Regions from separate parts of the Mus musculus genome. Here regions 2 and 3 are each linked to region 1. Evidence: chromatin contacts called from public Hi-C and HiChIP or PLAC-seq data. All regions are on one chromosome and are shown on one strand. The core of a region is the stretch at or near the end of the contact, and the rest is flanking DNA. Distances in the headings are between cores, read along the strand shown. Region 1 holds the start of Bend5 (BEN domain containing 5). Region 2 overlaps Agbl4 (ATP/GTP binding protein-like 4). Region 3 overlaps Agbl4 (ATP/GTP binding protein-like 4).

Region 1 (3,653 bases), core at 353-2,852:
GATGAAATTATTCATCAGGATGGCTTGAAGACCTATTCAGTTGACTGGATATAACCAATGGATTGCTTTAAGGGAACTTTATCTGACCTGCTACTCAGGCTTTGAGAGCTGTGTGGAGTTCAACAGTATAAAGTACTCCTCAAATCACAATGAAGTGAATTTGGGAGTTTGGCTTTATCTCTATCATGAGTATAGCTGATTTGGAATGTGAGCACAGTGCCTAAAGTTTAAAATGGTTAAATGCCTTTTATTATTATTGTGAGGACTAGCAACAAGAATGTGTGTATGTGGAATATGAGCATAAAGAGTACAAGAGAAAACAAAATCTCTCACCTATGCAAGAAACTCAGAATCATAATAAACATTTCAGTGCACTTGTTTTGTTACAGGTTAAATTTATTTAAATGAGTTTTTAAAAACATAGCATTTCGTTAAATCTACCACCTCCTTTATGCATGCCTTTATGAGAATACTTTTCTCACTATAACCTCATTATTAAGCTTTCTTAATGCTCTCAGACTAGAATGAAAGATTACAAGTAGCAGAAAAAATGGGTTATTCAGACAGTAATTTAATATTGACATAGGATCCAACTGAGATTCAAGTTCTAATACTTTAGTAAATACTACAAGGTCCTAGGTATCTATTCTTTCTATAGACCACCAAGCCTACAATATAACATGGAGTGTGTGCTCAGAAAAATATTAGTTACTTGAATAAAAGAATAAGTGGAAGAATGGATGTATGTGAAATTCTGTTTATCCTTCCCCCAAAATTCACCAATCTCTCTCTGACAAATACCCTGGTATTGAGCTAGACAATTGGAATATAAATAGCTCAGTTTCCCTGTAAGCATACAATACAGAACAAGTACAACTCTCAGCCTTCTTTCTCTGGAAGGTGTGGTTTGTCTGCAGGAACCAACCTTTCCAGGTTCTCATCTGTGATTTTGGAAACAGAGAAGGGACTGCTGTTCTGCCCAGTTTGGCTCCTGAACTCAACTGACTCCAGAAAGTCCGGCCTCTGCTCTGGCTCCCTAGAGCCCTCCATCCTTGTTTCATTCCAACTGTTCCAGCCCAGAATCAACAAGTAGTGGAGGCGATTCCTCAATGGAGAAAGACCACAGGGAAGAGGGGTGCCGCTGCTCCCTTAGGATAAAAACAGCCCTGGTCTAACCCTCTGGTATCCCAGCAGCTGGTTCAACTGGAAACCTCAGATTACTCTAGTTCTGGCCAAAAACTGGTTTGGCAGCTCTAGGGGAATGTTTCTGGCTCACTGACCCTCACAGCAGGTGCTGGCAATTTTGCAAAAGAAAGAGAAAAGGGGGAAATGGGTTTGGAGGGTGGACTGAAGGAACGGAGGCGCTTAGCTAAATTCGAAACACTAAACTATTGAATCCGCCCGAAAGCGACTTTTAGCAGCGCTCCTCCTATCCTCTAACGCTACTATCATATATGCTCTTTCCCCACCTTACTGCAATCGCACTCCGGCTGTGATTGCTCGGGTCTGACTTCGCAAGTGGCGGTGTGCTTCAAAACCCCCTCATCCGCCCCTCGCCCGGCTCTCTCCACTCCCCTCCCTTTTCCGCGCCCAGGCGAGAGCAGCCGATTGGCAGAGCGGGGCTTTCAGGAACAATAACAGTGGGGGGAGCCGGGGCCCCGGGGAGCCTCCCCGCCCCCGGCCCGGCTGCGGCTCACGCCCCTCTAGGGGTCCCCACCTCCGCACCGCCCCACGGGCTGACCGGCGCCCGGGCCCGCCCCCGGCGCCCACCATGTACGCCTTTGTGCGGTTCCTGGAGGACAACGTCTGCTACGCGCTGCCCGTGTCGTGCGTGCGCGACTTCAGTCCCCGCTCGCGACTGGATTTTGACAACCAGAAGGTGTACGCGGTGTACCGGGGCCCGGAGGAGCTGGGCGCCGAGCCCGAGAGTCCCCCGCGTGCCCCTCGGGACTGGGGCGCGCTGTTGCTCCACAAGGCCCAGATCCTGGCGCTGGCAGGTGAGCGAGCGGGCCGGGAGGGGCGTTGGGACCGGGCGGACCTGGGGCTGGTTCCGGGAGAGGCCGGGCGGCTGGGGCCAGGGAGCCACCGCTTGCTCTTGCCTCCCGTTCCGACTCCTTGGGCTTTCTTTTGGGTACCAGGTGTCTCTAAGAGGCCAAACCAGTTAAAAAGACCTGAGGGTCCCCTTTGTCTTCCTTGCTTCTCTGACACTCCTGCGCCTTGCTGTCAGTCAGCTTTCTCTACTCTGCTCTCTTCTTTCTGACTCTTTTGTATTCCCCTTGGCTCTTCATTTTCTGCTTCTCTAGCTGCCTACTCTAGCTGTCATCTCTCCCATCTCTCACCTTCACCTCTCTCAGTTACTTCCCTCTGTGTTGCTTTCCATCTTAAGTTTCGAAAACTGTACCTCCCTCTCTCCCTTTAAGGCCCTTGGCGTCTCCTTGGAGCAAGAAGCAGTGTTAGGTCCTTTTGATGGGGGCCCTTTTTCACAGAAGGAATCTCTGACACTGTTCCATCTGGGCCATCATTAGGACAAGGAGACCAAACCTCAGTGTACTGCCCAAGGGGCACAGGTGAGGAGGTGAAGGGCCTTAGGTAGCCTCATCTCCACCCCACTTTATGCATCTCCCAGAAGGCTCCTTGAGAGAAAGATGGTACAAACAGTTTCTAGTTCAGGTGAGGGCCTGACCTCCTAACTCTGATCACACCTGGGGGTGGGGAAGAGGGAAAGGAGACAGGCTGACAGGCAGGCAGGTGGTCTCTTGGTTAATGGGTAAAGATAGATTCAGTTTGTTAACAGGACAAGCCTTTCGGCCTCCTGTACTATGCTGTATCACGCTGAGACATAGGTTCCTCTTCAAGCAGAAACATTTGGCCTTCTTTCTGATCCACTTGTAGAAGGCTTGGGTGCACACCAAGTGGGGAAAAGGAAGTTACCACTTCAAGGCTGGAGAGCAGAGATGTAGCTGCTGCTGGTAAGAGTGCTGCCTTTGATTGAGTAGGCAGAGACTGTCACCTTCCACCTGGAAGACAACCCGGAGATTAGGAGCTGAATGAAGACATTGCAAAGATTTCATGGTTTTGACACTTTTCCTACTTTTTCCAGGGACCTATGTTTCCTCTCCTTTAGCCTAAAAATGAACCTAGCATGAATCAAAGTGACTTGTCCAAGATCCCTGGACAAGCTGTCAGTGTATCTCAGCCTGGTGACTGATTCCTTTTTAATAAATACCTCTAGAAAGTAGGCTTACTAGAATAAAGGGCCAAAAGATTTGGAATAGATCAACACCACATGGTCCTCTTTTTGAAAGGTTAAGTACTTATCACCTCCTAGACAGGTCCTGGAGGCACAGGGCTGTAAGTCCACTTACCACCAGACACTCTGGTCCAAGAGAAAAGAATGAGCGAGGGGGGATAGGTTTAGAACGGAAGTCTTTGTGGCTGATTAGGTTTTATTTTGTTAGCGTGCTTTCCTTTAATTATCTAGGAAGGGATTAGGAACTTATTCAGCAAGAGGATAAGCCTGAGGAAATGTTAACTAGATGGAATGTTAACTGTTTGCTACAAGAAAATCGAGGGTGTTTCTTGATGATCCAGACTCACGGAGATCCAGAGAGTAGATAGGATGGGTGTCAGGAGGCAGTGGCTAAAGACTCTTT
Region 2 (3,653 bases), core at 533-3,032, 58 kb after region 1:
AAGAAGTGCCCTCTTCCTTGACTGGACTCTGACCAGGCTCACAGCCATCTTGAACTCCTTCTCCTGTGTAGACCAGACTGGCCTTAAAAGAGACCTACCTACATCCTTATGCCGGTTTGAGGGTAGTCCTCAATGGGCAGCAGAGGGAAGACAGCAAAAAGACTGTCATTTTCCAGCAATTTAAAGCAAGTACACACAAAGTAGAAAGAAGAAACAACCCACCTGATCCATTCCAAGTGCTGCACTCCACACACCTACCTGTCTGTGTACCTGAACTGCAAACCAGTCCCGGAGCTCAGTTTCAGTTTCACACGGGATGACTGCGTCCTCCCCACTCAAGGGCTCTAGGGAGGACTAAATCACAGATCAGTCAAAGGCATTTGACAACTGTGAAGTACCAAAGGGCTATAAACAGTAGCTGTCCCCTTCTGTGCTTTTCCCTTTCTGACTCAGACTATGGCATCTACAAGAGCAGAAACAGCCTAATTCATCTTCTGACCTTAGACTCAGCTCAGGAGCTTTGACTGGCTGAGTCAAAGCCCTAAAGGTGCAGCAGTCACCCTCTGAACACCCCATCACCACCACCTTCCAGCACTTAGGCTTAAAGGGCTGCTTGGCTTGAGCAGGATTTATCTCACCTGGGACACATAAATCCACTATCAAATGTATTTTCAGATGCTTAGGAGAGAGAGCTTTGAAACCTAGTCCTCAGCCCCGGGCACGAAGAATGCTGCAGGGACCAGAGGTCTCCTCTGCCCCATTTTCTCTCCGCCTCTGGCTCCTTTGCTTAGCCATATCCCTGAACTGTGCTTTCTCTCCTGGTTGGCTGGACCAAGTGCAAATGCAATGGAAGTGGCCCTGATTAAGGACATCTTTGAACTGAGTCCTTCCATGTCCATATCCGAGTCTCTGAGATTGTCTTTACTCCTAATATAAAGATGAAAATTCAGAGGCCAGTGAAGTTCCAATGAGCAGAGCCAGGAGCAAATCTGATTGTGTTGATCTGGTGGGCTGAGCTGTCTCCATGGACTTTAAAAGCAAGGCTGCCCTCAGACACCATGTTGGCAACAGGATACATTGATTCCCCACCTTTCGATCCAGAAGAGTGGCAGAGGCAGCTAGAGAAGCTGCCGTGAGGAGCTTCCTTTGTATTTTGAATGTGTAGTCTCTAATTAGACTTTGCCTTAATTGCAAGATTTCCATGTACCCCATGACTGCTGTGTGCCCTGTCGGGGGATAAACACATCCATCAAGTGAGAAGCAAATTGTGGCTGTTACCTTGGCCCTGTCATCCTGTTGGCTTGCTCTTCCACAGTTCCTCTGGGGACTTAGCTTAGCCTTCCCCTGCTAAAGTGCTTTGGGGCTCACATTTTAATCAAATGTGTACCTGCCTCTAGGATAAAAAAAAAAGAGTATAGATTCAGCTCAAAAGTGATTAAATTTAATAACCAAAAGACCAGGAAAAAAGGCTGCTGTGCTGCGCATAATTTCACCAGATATTTCTTCTGTCACGTGGCCATATTCTATATGCTGTATGGGGACACTTTATTAAAAATGCCATTTATTTTAACAGCAGCAATAAGGGAAACACACACCTTCCCCTTCTTTCTCCCCACTGCGTTAAAGGCATTTGTGGTTATTAAATTACTCTTGAGTAGAGGAATGCCTGTCTCCAAATTTACTCTGAAGCATTTCAATAAAATGATCTCAAATGTTTATTCACTCAGCAAATACTCACCCAAAGCCATTCTGGGCCCAGTGCCTAGCCAGCACTTGGATAATGAGGTAAAGCAGGCAGAGCTCCTTCCTGTGTCCCAATAGCTCCTAGAGCATGGGGCAGGGCAGGGCACAAAAGCAGAGTCTGGAGCCTGGCCTCTGTCTCTTCAAGGAGCCAATGGATGGATGAATGGATGAATGAATGAATGAATGAATGAATGAATGAATGAATGAGGGATGGGTAGATCTAGAAAGATTAGCATAGACTAGTATCTCAAGGTTGGAGCTGCAGATGTGTGGAGCCCAAGAAGATATGAGAAAGATTAATAGTTCTCTTATAGTGTTCTGGAAGGGGCACTGACCAGTTCCTGGGCTATTCCTCTGAATAGACAATAGGCACTGGTGTTACAGGCAGAGAGAAGATGTAGGAGGAAGACCCAGGGCCATGCAGTTTTCCTAGAAATGTCCACAAACTGTCCCCACTCTCATGTCTTGTTTTACCTCAGTCCCCACACCCAGCTAAAATGTAAAAAAAAAAAAAAAAAAAAAAACAAATTTCTTTCAGAAAAGTGTGGGAGTGCCCTTCAAAGGTGAAATAAAAGGTGCAGTAACTGTGTAGCTTTACTTCTCCTTCAGCCCTGCAAGAAGTCCAGTGTGGAGGCAGGATCAGCTGAGAGGCCAAGCTGCAGAGGTGAAGCAAGTTAAGGCTGTAGTGAGCACCTTAGACACTGGACTTGGCTGTGAGATGTTAGCAGGGAATCATGGGGATTTGAACACGGAGGCCTATTAGCTGGAAGGGAAGGCCGCTGTGGTGGGGCTTTGGTAATGGAAGACAGGGTGAGACTGCAGTAAAGGATAACAGGAGGCCAGTGAGAGAAACAGAATCCTGGAAGCAAGGCAGGGTCAAGCTGAGGTAATGTTCTGATTAGAGGGGAGGCACAAGGGGCTCCACTGATGCTGGCTTGGCAGAGTCAGGAGACAGGGATATTGCTAGCCAGGGAGCATGCTAGGGACCTGTCTCTGGGACACTGTAGAGGGCTGTGCAGCAGGGTTGTGCTCCAGGACACTTTACCTGAACATGAATTCCATTGTTTGAAACCATCTATCCAGATGCAGGTCTCATGTTTACATAATCAGGAATCGAGCTGACAGGTGCTCTTTAAAATACGCAAGTAATAGCCTAAGGAGCAAGAGGTCCCAGCATCTACTATCATACTGTTGACACCAGGATGTCTGGCTCTCACCTCCATCCCTTTAAAGAGAGTCCTGTGATAATGGAAAAGGCACCAGCGTTTGTTCTGAGTAAATAGGCCAGGCTCCCATACCATCAGGAATGGGAACTCAATGCCCCTCCCACCTGCTGCTCAGCTGTGATCCAGTCACCGCAATGACATCTGTCCTAACATGCTGGGTTAAACAGCCAGTTGTGCAGGGACCTGAGCAAGCTCGGTGCACTGAAGAGGCTGCTCAGATCCTAGGAAATACTGCCGCCCAGGCAGGCCCTATGTAAGGATGGGCACAGGGTCTTACAGCTCACATTTCCGCAAGCCCTTGACATGGTTGAGGCTCCTGATGCTAGGGAGCCCTCCAGTGTTGTCCTCATCTAGCTCATATGCAGACTACCAGAGCTTGGTCTCTAGAAAAACCTTGTTCTTCTCATCCTGGGCCCCTTAGGCTCCAGTCTCTCCTAAGCAGAGCTGGGGGCTGATCAGCTGACACTAGGACCCAGCCAACCCTCACTCTCTCCAACCTTTCCATGATGAATGAATCCCCTGAAGCCCCAGCTGCTGTCCAGAACATTCGAACGTTCTTCCACAGTCCTCCTGTTTGCAGCATGGCTGTCTCTGAGAGTTGCTTGCCCTCCTTCAGTACCCTTACATGAGTATTCTTCCTGTGGGAAACACCTTGTCTGGAAATGCTGAGTCCCAGGCTGACCC
Region 3 (3,653 bases), core at 632-3,131, 49 kb before region 1:
TTCAGTTGGCTACTGGGTGGAGCCTCTCAGAGGACAGTATGCTAGGTTCCTGTCTCTGCTGGCTGTTCCAGGGAGACCAACTGGAATAATGCGAGGATCCAACTCGTCAGCCCTGTTTACTTGTTAACAGTGAGTCCTAATAATTCCTCTTTGTAGAATTTATTACAAATGATCAGTAGATTATATTCCATCATAAGTTATATTGTATATTTTTGATGCTTCATATTATCACATTATCTTATTATCATTTTACCCCATGAAAATAGAGACTTTGTCTTTTACATATATACTGATGGTTACAGCATGGCACTTAATAGGAGTTCTGTAAGTATTTGTCAATTAAACGAACACATACGTCTGTTTAAGCTCTGCTGTCTCTTTTCTTCTCTCCTGGGCTCATCCTACTCATTTCTGTGAACTGGCATACCTCAGAAGGTTGTTGTGTCAAATGAGACACGGCATGTTAAGACAGTAAATGAATTTAAGGAATTATTATGAGTATCATCATCATTACCATCATCCAAGGCACTTTCCTCTCTGACACTGATTTCATTATTGGTCTTTGGGTCTCCTGGGGGAACTTCCAGTGAAAGATTCTTTTTCTCTCCTTTTGTGCAACAGACACCTGGCGGTTCTGGTTCATACTCCTGATTCAAGATGTCACAACTATTTGTCATCAAGCTGCTGGCATAAGTATCATTCGTGATTCCTTCCAGCAAGTATATTTTTAGTAAAGACAATCTTAGGCATTTGAAAGAGAAAGGAGAAAAAGATTAAGATGACAAATTTTTTGAGCCACAGGATATCAGCACAGGAAGATCTTTGAACAGTTACCTAATCTTCACATTTACAGAGCCCTGTCTCTCCCCCCCCCCCCCTTTTCTGCAATGTCCTGGAGGTTTCTGTGATGGATGAGTGAGGATTCTGAGGCCCCAGACCATATTAGGATAAAGTTTTAGAGAAACTTATAATAGGAATATAACATATCTGCCTTGCCCTCTTCCCACCCTTGTTCCTTCTGGTTCTTCAGACTCTTCTTTGCTCTCATGCCCTGTCCATGCCTTTCTCTGCCCTGTTCTCAACAATTACCTTTCATCTTAACTACTGAAATAAATTCCTACCAGTCTCCCTAGACCCACTCATCAAACAGCACAAACTTTCTGTGCCACACTTACCCCTTCACTACCACCTTCAAAGGTCCTTCCCTGGCTTTCCAAAACTGTTAGCGTGATTGTCTCAGCCTTGTCCCTCGCCCCACCCACCCACCCCTGCCTCTGACTCAGTGTTTCTTCCCTACTAGCTGCTTCCAGTTCCTGGAATGAGCTCAGTTAATCTAATCACAGATTTCTGGACCTATTATTCCCACTGCCTAGATTAGTGTTGGCTCCCAGACTCCATTATTGGAAGAACTTAAAAGTCCCATCACAGATGGAAAGTTCTAGGATCTTAGAGTTGTATCCTTAATGTCATAGCAAGCCAATTGCTTTTACTTCTGTTGTATTTTATTGTGATTTCTTTGTTTAGAAGTCATGCAGGCTCATTAAGGTTATGGACCCCTATTCTACCACTTTCTGTTTCCACTGTCTGTGAGAGTCTTCCTGCCTCGTGCTCTTAACACCTATGCATCACTCATATCTCTGTTCAACGTTACCTCAGAGACATGGTTCTTGGATCTGTATTCCATGGCAGTCACTTCCTTTTGTTAAATGAAAGTGGATCACTGTTCTTTCTTCCTTGTTCTTGCCTTGGAGTATAGTTGTGCTCTTGTTTGTGTAATTGTTTGATGAACACTTGCCTTTCCTACCAGCTAGTATGTTCTGGGAGGACAAAGCTCATTTCTGCTGTTGTTCACCACTAGATCCCCACATCTGACATCATCTTGGACATTTAACAGGTGCCAAATCTATTGGCCAGAGTAGATAAATCTAAGCATTGTGCCTCTGACAGGGATTCTAAGAGGCCTGTGGGCAGAGCAAACTGACCCCACCCCAAACCTCACAAAATATGGTCAAGCCTAGAAATCCTCTTAATAATGTAGAATAGTGCTTATAGGCCTCCATTTCTGAGAAACTTTTTCAGTTGAGACCATTTAAGTACTTAATACCTTCATGATTCACCACTCATGAAGGAATGCTGACCAATGATAAGCAGCTATTTTATAGCTTTTTCTAAAACGGGAAAGCCTTCTGAAAACAGGTCATAAAGCCGGTGGATGAGGCCAGCCACGAATAATATTGCAATTCTGAAGAAATACTGATTAGTCCGAATGCTAAACATGTATCACCTCAAGAAAAATGAGGAATTCTGGGCTTTGCAAAGGCTTTGTTCAAGGATGACCATACTTATCAGAATTTTATTTGTAATTCAAGGTCAGTGTTGGAAACAAGAACTTCCTAAATCTGCCCAGGCTACTATGACAGAAGGAGACTGGGTGGCTTCAAAATCTAAAAATTGTTTCTCATATCCTAGAGATCAGGCGATTCAAGATCCAAGTGTCTCTAGATTCAGTTCTTGGTGAAGATCTTTATCCTATGCTCCTGGCTTACACATGGCAAAAGCCTTGCTGTGTCCTCCCAGGCTGAGAAAACCTTTCTGTTCTCTCATCCTCTTTGATAAAGACCTGAAAATATGATTTTATTAAGGATGAGGGCTCCAACGTATGAAATGTCTTAGGGGTATGAAACTTTCCAGTCTATAACATTTCATCGCACCCCTCTCCCAAAGTGAATCTTTCTCTCATGTAAAAATGCATTGATTTCAGTTTGATAGCCCTAAATGTCTTAACTCAATCCATCATCTCTAAGGTCTAAAATTCAACTACATATCTAAATAAGATATGGGTGAGACTCAAGATACAATTTTCCCTGAGGCAAATTCCTCTCTTGCTATGACTGTATAAAAGCAAACAAGTTAAGTCCAGTTTCCCAAATATTAAGGGAGACACAGGATAATACAGGATAAGCTTTCCAGCTCCAAAAGAGGGAAGTCACAAAGAAAGAAAGAAAGGGTGGTGGGTCTCAAGCAAGAACAAAACCCAAGCAGGCAAGCTTCAGTAGCTGTTACAGGTTGAGAATAATCCTCTTTGGTCCTTGTTCTGCCTCCAGACCTAGTGCAATATCAACATCACCCTTACAGCTCCATGGCTGATTCATGCATGCCTTTGGCTCCACAGAGAGCCTTCTCACAGCCTCCTGCACGAACAGTACCCCTAAGGTAGCAGAAAGGTGCATGCTTAAACTGGAAAACTGAACTCATCCCTTGAACTGAGGAGGAACCAGCTCTCTTTCTGTTTGTGTGATAGAAGTTGCAATTCTGCTCTTCTCTGATGATCTTAGTACCATTCTCTTTTAAGGCACAGCCCCAGTGAATAGCTCTGCTTGTATCTTGTGGAACCAAAGAAGTCCTACAGCTGTCCTTTATTCTCTTACCTTTCCTGTGTCAGTCCCAGCAGCTAGTGTTTCTGTTGTTATCACCCTGCTGCTTTGCCTGCCTCCAGTTGAATACTCTGAATAGCATAAACATTAATAGTGTTTAATATATATCAGGGCACCCCATCCCCTCTACAAGCTGATATAGAAGGTTAATTCTCTTGGCCCCTTTATAGTTGCAACAATTGACAGGGCCAACAGTTAAGGGTCAGGCTCTACCTAGAC

The links. A called contact is a pair of places that touch in the nucleus more often than the background predicts. HiChIP or PLAC-seq counts read pairs in DNA pulled down with a chosen protein or histone mark.
Region 2: a Hi-C map of embryonic fibroblasts shows a contact between it and region 1, with 1.7 times the contacts expected there. The contact joins the enhancer-like site here to the promoter of Bend5 in region 1. A contact is called at or near these places in 2 of 39 promoter capture datasets (embryonic stem cells and pre-B cells), 3 of 484 Hi-C or Micro-C datasets (B cells, embryonic fibroblasts and extraembryonic endoderm stem cells), 3 of 115 datasets of contacts at active chromatin or transcription factors (double positive thymocytes, embryonic stem cells and extraembryonic endoderm stem cells) and 2 of 9 other capture datasets (adipose tissue and liver).
Region 3: an H3K27ac HiChIP or PLAC-seq map of extraembryonic endoderm stem cells shows a contact between it and region 1. The contact joins the enhancer-like site here to the promoter of Bend5 in region 1. A contact is called at or near these places in 1 of 39 promoter capture datasets (pre-B cells), 3 of 484 Hi-C or Micro-C datasets (cerebral cortex and nephron progenitors), 2 of 115 datasets of contacts at active chromatin or transcription factors (embryonic stem cells and extraembryonic endoderm stem cells) and 2 of 9 other capture datasets (adipose tissue and liver).

Annotation. Positions count from the first base shown.
Region 1 is chr4:111,413,404-111,417,056 of GRCm38.p6, forward strand. It overlaps Bend5 (BEN domain containing 5), which reads left to right and starts at 1,603. Exons shown (of 6, transcript NM_026279.3): 1 at 1,603-1,997. The coding sequence starts at 1,772. The region is part of intron 6 of Agbl4 (ATP/GTP binding protein-like 4); the gene reads left to right.
Region 2 is chr4:111,471,494-111,475,146 of GRCm38.p6, forward strand. The region is part of intron 6 of Agbl4 (ATP/GTP binding protein-like 4); the gene reads left to right. Among named protein-coding and RNA genes, the nearest start is that of Bend5, 58 kb to the left of the region's middle. Within about 2 kb of position 1,783, at least 11 of the 459 cell types and tissues checked have an H3K27ac peak or open chromatin away from gene starts, as enhancers often do. A contact at or near this core is called in embryonic fibroblasts, where this site is marked.
Region 3 is chr4:111,363,715-111,367,367 of GRCm38.p6, forward strand. The region is part of intron 6 of Agbl4 (ATP/GTP binding protein-like 4); the gene reads left to right. Among named protein-coding and RNA genes, the nearest start is that of Bend5, 49 kb to the right of the region's middle. Within about 2 kb of position 1,882, at least 3 of the 459 cell types and tissues checked have an H3K27ac peak or open chromatin away from gene starts, as enhancers often do. A contact at or near this core is called in extraembryonic endoderm stem cells, where this site is marked.